2 separate regions of the Mus musculus genome follow, and region 2 is linked to region 1. A link is a contact called in public ChIA-PET data. All regions are on one chromosome and are shown on one strand. The core of a region is the stretch at or near the end of the contact, and the rest is flanking DNA. Distances in the headings are between cores, read along the strand shown.

Region 1 (5,127 bases), core at 959-3,458:
CCACTCCCACTTCTTGGCCCTGGCATTCCCCTGTACTGGAGCATATAAAGTTTGCAATACCAAGCGGCCTCTCTTCCCAGTGATGGCTGACTAGGCCATCTTCTGTGTAGCTGTTCTTATATACACCAGGAGAGCGCATCCAATCCCATTACAGATGGATGTGAAACACCTTGTGGTTACTGTAAATTGAACTCAGGACCTCTGGAAGAACAGTGTTCTTAACTGCTGAGCCATCTCTCCAGCCCTTGCTAACTCTCTCTCTCTCTCTCTCTCTCTCTCTCTCTCTCTCGCTGTTGTTGTTAAACAGTTTAATTTTTTTGACCTCCAGCTTTGTTTGTTTGTTTTTAAATAACTTAACAGTCACACCTCTAAGTTGGTGTACTATGTACAGATCATACAGAATGAATATGAAGAGATATAAATTGGTCATGCCAAAAAAGATTGACTAGAGTACAGAGTCATCTTCATAAATACATATAAAATTCTTATGAAGATAGAGGGGATTGCCAGGTTTTCTGAGGCACTTTCCAAAGTTATTCAAGGCACAAAATATACACCATTGTGAATATACATATTCTAGACTTTGTGTCTCTGACACAGCCCAAAGATTTGGCTTCATGGCTATTATAACACTAAATATACTGAATGAAATGGTTTCTTGGGTGAAAAAGCCAGACCAATAACCATCATATAGATAATTACTCCAAAATATGGAGAATACAAATACAAGCACTGTATTTTAAAAAGCAAACACAAAAGATCATGTAAATCCAAAAGTGTTAATTGTTTCAAGTTTCCATTTTGGATCATTTAGAATCTAGACAAGTTGGTTCCCAGCTTATCCATCACTTGTCTGTAGTAAGGAAAATGATTCTAAAAAGTCAACATGGTTTTCAGTATTTAAAAAATAGGTAAAAAGTATGTAAAAGCCTCGAGAGACCAATAATATCCAATAGCTTCAAAAGATAAACTAAAGACCCTTAGATGTAATCAACTTTACCAACATCTGTCCGTGTCTGTTTAATATTTACAGGGAAAATATACTCACTATAATTTTTTATAGAATGGCAAGTAGGAAGTTGATGTAGGAGATGTAGAAGGGCAAAGAGAACTCAGAAAGTCTTTCTATTATGTAACTTTTGCTTTAGAATCATCAAAAAGCAACTACTTCCCCTCATACTCCTTTAAGTTTTGCACTGCATAGGAAATTTCATTCTCAACTCCATTCATGTTAACGCCTGTTGGGTCACTGGAGTCTTCGTTCCTGTCAGATTCGTGGGTCCCATTAGTATCATTAGTTTCAGAATTTCTATTGTCAGTGAATGGGGTCCCAACCACCTTATCAGGATTAGATGTTTTGTTGGACAGCTCATAGTCTGCTTTGCTCTTTTGTCCTCCAAGAAGTCCAATACCTTCTACATTTTTTTTATTGTTGTTGTTCAAAACCTTTTCCACCAAATCTAATTGATACTTCATCGTCATAATTTTCAGCCACCCCCTTGCTTCCTCCTCATTCAGTGGCTCTGTCTTACCTATTTCACACATCTGGTCAACCACAAAATTCCCCTCATCGAGTTCTAGACTGTTAAAAGCCAGGGACTTTAACAGATGCAGTAGAGTTTGTGCCCACTACTAATAGTAATGCCACTGTGCATTGCAACAGCAAATAATCCATAGCTGTCATTAGTCGGCTTGGTGCTCCATTCTTCTAGTGACAGCTTAAGAGGTATCAACAAAGGAGTGTTGGTCTTGGAAAGTCCACCACCATAACAATCAAACTCCAGTAGCAGCAAAGCATTTCAGATGAATAGTGATAATAGGCATTTTGTCAAACCAGAGACTTCGCTTTGCTTCCGTATAATAATGGCAATTTTCACAGAAATATTTAACCTCTCCTACAATTCTCTCCACTGAAACAAGGTTTCATTTCATTTCTCTCAAGGTCTTCGTTTCAACAGGAATAGCTGACTCACTCATTAGAATTCTAATTAGAATCTAATGCCTACTTAAAATCTACAGATCCAGAATTACATCATCCATTAAACATGGATCTATACTTTGACTCCTTAAATTATTCTCAGTATGATTCTTTGTCGGTATCTTAGCAGACAAGGAAAGGTTTTCCTCTGGCTCAGGGACCACAGCTGTGGCCTCTAGTCTAAGGAACAGAAAAGAACTACAAATCCCGGCAGGCCTCGCGGCACCGGCTTCTGTAGGCGCTCTGGTGGCGAAAGCACTGTTTCCTGGAATTTGGGTTCCGGGCTGCGCGGCGCAGCTTCCCTACCCTCTGGTGAGTAGCACCCGCGCACAGAGTCCTGGCCAATCCCGCTGCCAGATTGTGCGGGACGTGGAGAGCGGTGGGTCCGGTGCAGATGTGCTCCGCGACGTTTGAGCTCAGGCTCTGCCGCCCAGACGAAGCTGGGAGGAAACTCGAGCCTGTGACCCTGTCACCCTAGCTGGCGAAACCACGTGGTTCAGGTGACTCGCAGTGCCCCGCCCCCTTGGCTGTGACTCTCTCGCTCGGTGTCCTAGAGGTCCTTAGTGTGGACTGGCCACTTGGGTGGCCCAACCTTGCGTGCCCTGGAGTAGGCAGAGGTGAAGAGGGGCTACGAGTGGCTCCGCCGGCAGCCTTCAGACATCGGTGACCTTGTGGGCTCCCACGCAGAGGTAGCTGGGGCGATGAGCGTGGAGTGGTGAAGAGCAGGGGCCTCCCCAGAAGTCAGGTCACCTAGGCTTGCTACAGGCTCCAGTCTCCTTAACTCCCCAGTACCTTGGAGACTTCCAGTGCTTCCAGCAGATGTGCGGAGAGAAGACTTTCATAGTACAGCTGTCCCAGACTTCGTTGACATTTACTTGCCACGAAAGTGAGAAGCTTAGCGCTTAGTAGGCGCTCAAGATATAGTTGCGGAGTTGCTAGGAATTGGATTTTGTCCTGTGACAATTTTTCTTTAAGCGTCTTCTTGTCACTGTGGTTCACAGGCTGTGTGTATGTAGTGTGCAGCAGAGTGATGTGGAGGGCTTGTTACTACACAGAATTCAGCCCACTTCCTCTTTAAACTTCTGATTTTAGTGTGATATTTGAACTCTGGGATCGGCATGTCCAACATGAACCCAGGAGATGCCATGTCGCTACCCCGGGGACTATAAGTTTGAATGCTATTTTATAAGAAAAAGTCCATATCGATTTGTCACACTGGGTTATGGTGTGTGTGTGTGGGGGTGGGGGGTGGGGTGGGGGGTGGTTGTGTCCCTGTGGCTAGCTTCGATATTGTAGTTGTAGCACTCATGGCACCTGCTTTACACACTGCAACCCAACCCCATTACTTTATGTACATATATCCATGTAGTTTTGCCACCTGGGTCCTTTTTATCCTGGATTATATTCTCTCTTATTTTACTGTGGTATTTGGCTGATACTCAACGGGCCTTATGGTGTGAGATTTTAACTTCTGAGAGAATTTATCACACTTTATTTCTTTCCAAACATACCCCCTCAGTCCCCTCCTTGCCAGAGACTGGACTGGTGAATGGCTAGAGTGCTTGGTATAGCCATCCATCCCTGTCTTGTCTCCCAGTAGGACACACCCTGCCTGGGTTATCTAGGACTAAATGTCCGAGACAGAGAACCACTGGCCACTCCAGCCAATTCCTTGTTCATATGCACTCTGTTGGCGGCACAGACACACGTGGACTCTAGCATTTGTTCCCTTGGCTCCTTTGGGCAATTTCTTCTACTGCCTTGTCTGTAGAGTGAAGCTCCAGTGGTCTGTACTTGAGAATCTAGTTGTGCAAGTTATGTGAGCTATTTATTTGAGCACTTCTGGAAGCTCACTCACTTCTCTTACCTGCTGCCCGCTGCTCTTGCCCTTGAGTTGTTAGTCCCCCTTCCTAAGGTGAGCTGAGTGGAAAAAGTTCTCTTGTGCTGGGGGAGATTTATCTTGCTTATCTGCTGAGAAACCTTGGCATTGGTCTGGGATTCCTTAGTTTAATTAGTATTGATCCAAGCAAGTTCTGTCCATTACACACTAAGAAGTGTAGTTAAAACTCACTCTTGCATTGAACGTTACCTAACTGTAGGATGGGGAAGACTGGGAGCCTCCTCAGGCCATGTTCCTGGGCATGGATTCGTCATTGCCTGCTTTCTCCAAGAGTATATTTGGGTCTTTTCTGGTTTGGAAAGTGTTCCAGAAAGAAAAACAAAAACAAAATGTATATTTGCCCAATAATCTCTATAGGAAATGGAAGGTAGCCAGGGTCACTGTTGGGGACAAATAGAGTTTTCTTCCTAAATGACTCCCCTCAGCAGGGTTCTCTTCTTCACCGAGGTGGTGTGGAGGTGGGGGTGAGTGGGGATGTAATTTCAGACCTGCATTCTCAGGGTGTCACCTGAGGAGGGGCAGGGAGTAGATGGTAGTTGGGAAGTCTATTTACATAAGTGCTTGGTTTCTTCATTAGTTCTATCCTTGAGATGGGCTTTTAAAAGAGGATTTATTTATTTATTTTGATTTCATGTGCACTGTCTGCATGCAGGTCTGAGGGAGTGTCTGATCTCTTGAAATTGGAGTTACAGACAGTTGTGAGCAGCCGTGTGTGCTCTTAACTGCTGAGCAAACTCTCCAGCCCCCGAGATGGACATTTTTAATTGATCACCTACTTGTCCGGCTTCCTGAACACATGGATTCATGAGGAACTGGGGTGTCTCCTCTGGCCCTGAGACAGAGTTCACTGTCATTGATTTGATGATTAAGCAGCTATACCACTGCTTCGGGCTCAAATGTGTTATTTCTAGTGAGGACTATTGCTTGATCTTTGACATGCTATTGATTTCCAGAGCTCCAGACACTGCCTTCCACAGACTTGGCTCTCTTGGGGCTTGGTTGCAGGTCAGAAATGAGAGTTTCTGTCTGCAGCAGTTGTATTTACTTCAAGCCAGTAGCAAGGACCTTAGTGACTTGAGGTCCATCCCTATAAAAGAGATGTCATTAAAAAAAAGAGAGAGAAGATGGGGCTGGAGAGATAGATGGCCTATGGATGTGAGCTCAGACTTGTTGCTTATTCCTGGGTCTTGAGTTTGGTTCTTAGAACCCACACTGGGTGGCTCCCAAGTGTAACTCTAGCCCTAGGGCA
Region 2 (5,127 bases), core at 1,678-4,177, 48 kb after region 1:
ATTCAGGCTCTTTTTATTCTTGGGCATGGTCCAAGGAGACCAGACTGATATCCACCACAATTGGGGCAGGTACAGGCCCGAGTCATGAGTCAGTTGACTGTTGCTGAAGTTTGAGTAACTGTCCTCTAAAGATCTGTGTTTTAAAAGGCCCTAGCTTTGGAGTCAGGCCATCCACCTGTAGTAGAAAGGACCTACTGGGAGGAGTTAGGCCACCTAGAACTGTAATAGTTACTCTTCTTGTTGATGTGGTAAATATGTGAGAAGAAGTAACTTAGGAAAGGAGGCGTTTATTTGGTTCTCGTTGTGAAGGTAAAGTGTGGCGGCATGTCCGAGGCTGTCACAATGCACCTGTCACCAGGAGGTAGAGGACAATGAACACCACTGATTAGCTCTGTCTCCTTTTATTCAGTATGGGACCCTAGCCTGCCACACGCTTTTAAGGTGTGTCTGCTTACCTCAACTAACCCAATATAGAGAATTATTTATAGACACTGGGAGCAGGTTAATTTCTGTGGCAGTTCTGATAACCATTATTACATTGATTGCCAAGACTGACCATCACAGGGACCCTTGATGGGATTTGTTAGCCTCATCTCTCTTTGCTTCCTGATCATTAAACAAGCATTCTGCCCCCACCCCACCCGCTCTCAGTCTTTGGTCTCATGCATGAGTCCTATGAAGAAGTGTGAGCCTCCTCCAGTTATAACAGCCTGTGATTTGGAGGCTCAGCACCTGATCTTCCTCTTCCTTCTTTTTCTTGCTTGTAGAAACAGCTGGCATATGTGGGAACAGGAGCAGGTTTTAGACCCTGATGTGGCCAATTATGGTTTGACCTCACTCCAGACCCCATCGTGTGAGATAGGTTGATCAAGGTAATGCCCGGTTACACGAGGGTCCAACGGGTTTGCAGGAGAGAGAGGGATCTCATTCAAGCAAATGGAGACTTTCTGAAGCGTGTGGCATGTGACCCAGGTTCTTCAAAGATGAGCGGGATTAGCAAAGTTACAGATGGGAGGAAGGGCACACTGGGGGTGATGTGGGCTCAGCCAAGGTGTAGTGGTAGGGGAGGCAGAAGCTGGGAGGTGGCTGAGCTTTGTTGACTAGACTGTAGTGTTTAGGAGCTGAGGCCACGTTCTGAAAGGCCTGCAATGTTCTTTTCAGGATGTGAGTCTGAGGGCATGGATGAACTGGAGAGGAGACTGAGCAGGGGACGCTGAAGAGACTGACCTAGAGATAAGGGAGAAAGAAAGGCAGGATACGCTGAGCCTGGTTGTCTCAGTGATGCAGAGATGTGGTTACCTTGTTGTTTGTTTTTTATTTCTCAAGACAGGGTTTCTCCGTGTAGCCCTGGCTGTGCTGGAACTCACTCTGTAGTCCAGGCTGGCCTTGTACTCACAGAGATCTGCCTTCCTCCCCTTCCCAAGTGCTGGGATTAAAGGCATGCGCCCTCATGTCCAGCAGATGTGGTTATTTTTTATAAGTGGGCAAGTAAAGTAAGCAGAGTTCAGGGTTAGTGGCGCCCAGGAAGTGATCATAATGATTATCAGCTACACTGGCACTGCCATCTTTGTCAGCTACACTGGCACTGCCGTCTTTAATTGCAGACACACTCCTGCATAGGCATGTCTCTCCACGGACACAAGCGAGTCAGGATGTAACATGTTTACAGATGATCCAAGCACGTAGACACGGTATGGACATCCATATCGTAGTTCTCGAGATGCTGGGATCATGAGTTTGAGGCCAGCCTGCGATATGTGAGTGAGGCTATACTGAAATAAAGGAAAAGAAAACAGAGCAAGCAAAATGGAAACCATGGACAGAGGCTCCTTCACCCCTAAAATTTTAGGAGAAGTTAAAGAGAATGACGTCACTGGCTACAGTTGAGTCTAGAAACACCAGCCTTTCTTAAGGGAAGCCCTTGCTTGGTTTGTGACCTCTGAAACATGTTTATGTCTGTCTTTTGTCATTGAACTCCCCTACCAGGGGTGCAGGGATATAGAATTGACTTTATTTTGTTGTTAATAGTTGCTAGGGATGGATGCAATGTGTTTTCATGAGTGCTATATGTTATAGGGACTTAGTGTTCTCCGTGGAACATGAGGCTGGAATTTCTGTGGAGATTCAGAAGAGATATAGGGGTGCTGTTGTATACCAGGTACATACATTCATTTTTGTATGAGCTCACAGGGGCACGTGGAGGATGATTGGTCATGTTTTGTTCTGGGTTGAATCAAAAGTTCAGAAAAGATAGGAAACTCCTGCCCTAAAGATGTCAGCTGCTTATTCAACATGGTGGTCCTGGCCAGAAAGACAACACTGTGGGGTACAAGGACCCACCAGAACAAAGACAGGAAGGAAGGAGAGGTAGGTGAAGCGATAGTCTGGGCAGGGAGCACAGAAGTGCTGCTGGCTCACGGAAATCTTGGTGAAGTGTCCCCTGCAGGCAGCTTTTCCCTTGGGCTCTTGCCTCTTCACTAGGGCTGGGAACAGTTTCATTCCTATGTTATTCTGGGTTATTCAGAAGACACTGAAGAAATGAGACATGATTGTATTGTATCTCGGATGTATGCATGTTTATAGATATGTAGAAAGATAGATTTGTTTAAAACCTGGATTATGTGATTGTCTAGGCTGACAAGTCCAAAACTGGCAGAGCGGTCATGCCAGAATCCTAGTAAGAACCAGTAGTGTAGTTCAGGTTCAACCGTGAAGGCCATCTGCTGGCAGGATCCCCTCTTGCTTCAGGGATATCATCTGATCGCATGAGGCCCACTCACATATGGAGGGCAACCTGTTTTACTAATAAATTGGATGCGAAGGTCTGTAGTCCCAGTACTGTGGAGGTGGAGACAGGAGCATTGAGAGTTGGAGGCCAGCCTGGTCTACATGGTGAGGCAATGTCTTACAACCCAGGGGCTGGGTTTTGGATTTCCTGTGTAGCTCAGTGGAAGAGTGCTTGCCTAGCTTTCTCAAGGCTCTGGCTCTGACGTCAGTCCCCAGGCAAAAAAAAAAAAAAAGAAAAGAAACGGAAAATCCATGTATAGTAACATTTACTCCAGTATCTGAGCGCAGTGACCTAGGCAGGACGGAGCACAGACGAACCACCTCAGTTCTCCATGTGGCCCTTGAGGGGACCTTCACGTGACCCTTGATGTTTGCATTGAATCAATACAATAGTAGTTTTGTGGCCTCGGTCTATTTCCTGTTTCTTTTTCTGTAGACTGGGAAGGTGAGCTCAGGCGGACTGTTAGAGCACTGTACTCTCTGACCTCCTGTTAGGCATGGTATTTCTTGAGCTCCCCCTGTGCAGAAATTGTGTTAGCCCTTCTCCCTGGGGGGTGGGGAGGGGGTGCTTGCTCCCTGGTTCCTGGTCCCTGGTGTTCATACTCTGGCCGGGCCTGCTGAGGTCAGCCTGCCTCACTGGCCTGCAGTCATCTATAGGATCTCATTGTTCGGCTCAGCTGTCCTTTGACCTGCTTCTCCTGGCCTGAATGCCACCTTTGTTTGTCCTGGCACCCATCTTGTCTCCCAGATTGTCGCTAAGAAGGCCACCAAGTGAGTGTTCTGGGAATGGAACAGAAGGATCTGGTAGCCATGCAGCTGGGATGAAGAAGCAGGGGGAGGGGGAAGGGAGCATTACCCTCCTCCTGGCTTGTCCTCATCCTGCCTTCCCAGCAGATCTCAATAAAAAAAAAAAATACATTTATATTAAAAACATAATGAAGAATAAAAAACATTTTTCCTCAATAATGCCAAACATCAAAAGGAGATTTTTATCAATTATGAGAGAGAAAGATTTTGGCCATAAAATGGTAATTTAATGAGTAGGAGACGGATGGCGGGAAGCATTAATGTCAGCCACAATGGATGGCCTGCCATTAGTCACTGGAGGAGAGGCAGGCGAGTAGTGGCCACACAGCCTGGATAGTCCTTTTTTTGATGTCCCCAACCCTAGCCCCGTCCTTCTTAATCTGATCCTCTTGTTGTCTGCTGAGTCTCTGCTCCGGCCGTTTTCTAGCTCTGCCCTGGCTCAGCCTGGCCCCCTCTCCCCCACCGCTCAGTCTTGCCTCCCGGCACCTTCCCTCTGTTGATTGTAACTTTTTTGTCCTTTCTTTTCTTCTTGAGACAGGGTCTCTCTATGTAGTTCTGGGTGTTTTGGGTTTCACCCTGTAAACCAGGCCAGCCTCGAACTCATAGAAATCCACCTCCTCTGTCTCCAAGGGCTGGGATTTAAGGCATGTACCACTATGCCTGACTCAGGTGGCTCTCCTGTCTGTGAAGAGAGCCCCATGGTGGAAAGAGCAAGAGCTGTGGGAACCGTTTCTCTGTCTTACAGCCTGTCCTTCTGGGCTGCTCGAGGGCTCCTCTGTCTTTTCTCTGTGTATGAATCTTTTATCTACGTGCATATATATGCACCATGTGCATGCCTAGGCCCACAGTGGTCAGAGGCAGGAGTCAGATCCCCTGGAATTGGCATACAGATGGTTGAGAGCCACTCTATGGGTTTTGGGAACTGAACCTGGGTCCTCTGTAAGAGTAGCGAGTGCTTTTAGCTGCTGAGCTGTCTCCTGCATGTGTCCTGTTTCATTCTGTTCTCATTCCCATCCCTTCCCTCAACCCCTCCCTGCAACCCCCGTGTGCTCATTGGGCTTGTTCTCATTGTTTGAACTGCTGTGTCTAACCATCACCACCTGCCTTTTAGCGGGTAGCCCCATCCCACATGGGGTCCTGATGTACAGCTTTCCTATGAAGCTTCCTTCTGTGGCTTCCTCAGGTCCCCCAGTCAGGATCAGCGGCCCTTTTTAGGACTTGTAGTTTATTACTTTCCAGTACTGAGTCTTCTATGGTGCCCAACTTAGACTTGGTATATAGTAGGTTTTAATAAATGTTCTTTAATGTTATTCTAGAATTTGCTTCTGTTTTCTTGAAGCCTTCACTGGCTCCCCAGGGAGGTTCCTGTGCTTTGCCTGGTCATCTGGTCTTCTCTACGCTGGCTTATGGTCTCAGGGGTTCCCTCAAGGCACTATCCAAAACCACCTAGCAGAGGAGTGTCGGGTGAGTGGAGACTCTGTCTGACTTGGAATTGGAGTCCTGCTTGAGCCCCAGGTGCTCTGTGCTATCCTG

What was found. ChIA-PET counts read pairs in DNA pulled down with a chosen protein or histone mark.
Region 2: an RNA polymerase II ChIA-PET map of memory CD8 T cells shows a contact between it and region 1, with 22 read pairs. The contact joins the enhancer-like site here to the promoter of Adck1 in region 1. A contact is called at or near these places in 1 of 15 datasets of contacts at CTCF or cohesin (the G1E-ER4 cell line), 1 of 484 Hi-C or Micro-C datasets (CD4 T cells), 3 of 115 datasets of contacts at active chromatin or transcription factors (embryonic stem cells, large pre-B cells and memory CD8 T cells) and 1 of 9 other capture datasets (liver).

The regions. Positions count from the first base shown.
Region 1 is chr12:88,358,306-88,363,432 of GRCm38.p6, forward strand. Adck1 (aarF domain containing kinase 1) reads left to right here and starts at 2,209. Exons shown (of 11, transcript NM_001277297.1): 1 at 2,209-2,290. It also overlaps the pseudogene Gm5655.
Region 2 is chr12:88,405,389-88,410,515 of GRCm38.p6, forward strand. The region is part of intron 4 of Adck1 (aarF domain containing kinase 1); the gene reads left to right. Among named protein-coding and RNA genes, the nearest start is that of 3200001D21Rik, 31 kb to the left of the region's middle. Within about 2 kb of position 2,928, at least 45 of the 459 cell types and tissues checked have an H3K27ac peak or open chromatin away from gene starts, as enhancers often do. A contact at or near this core is called in memory CD8 T cells, where this site is marked.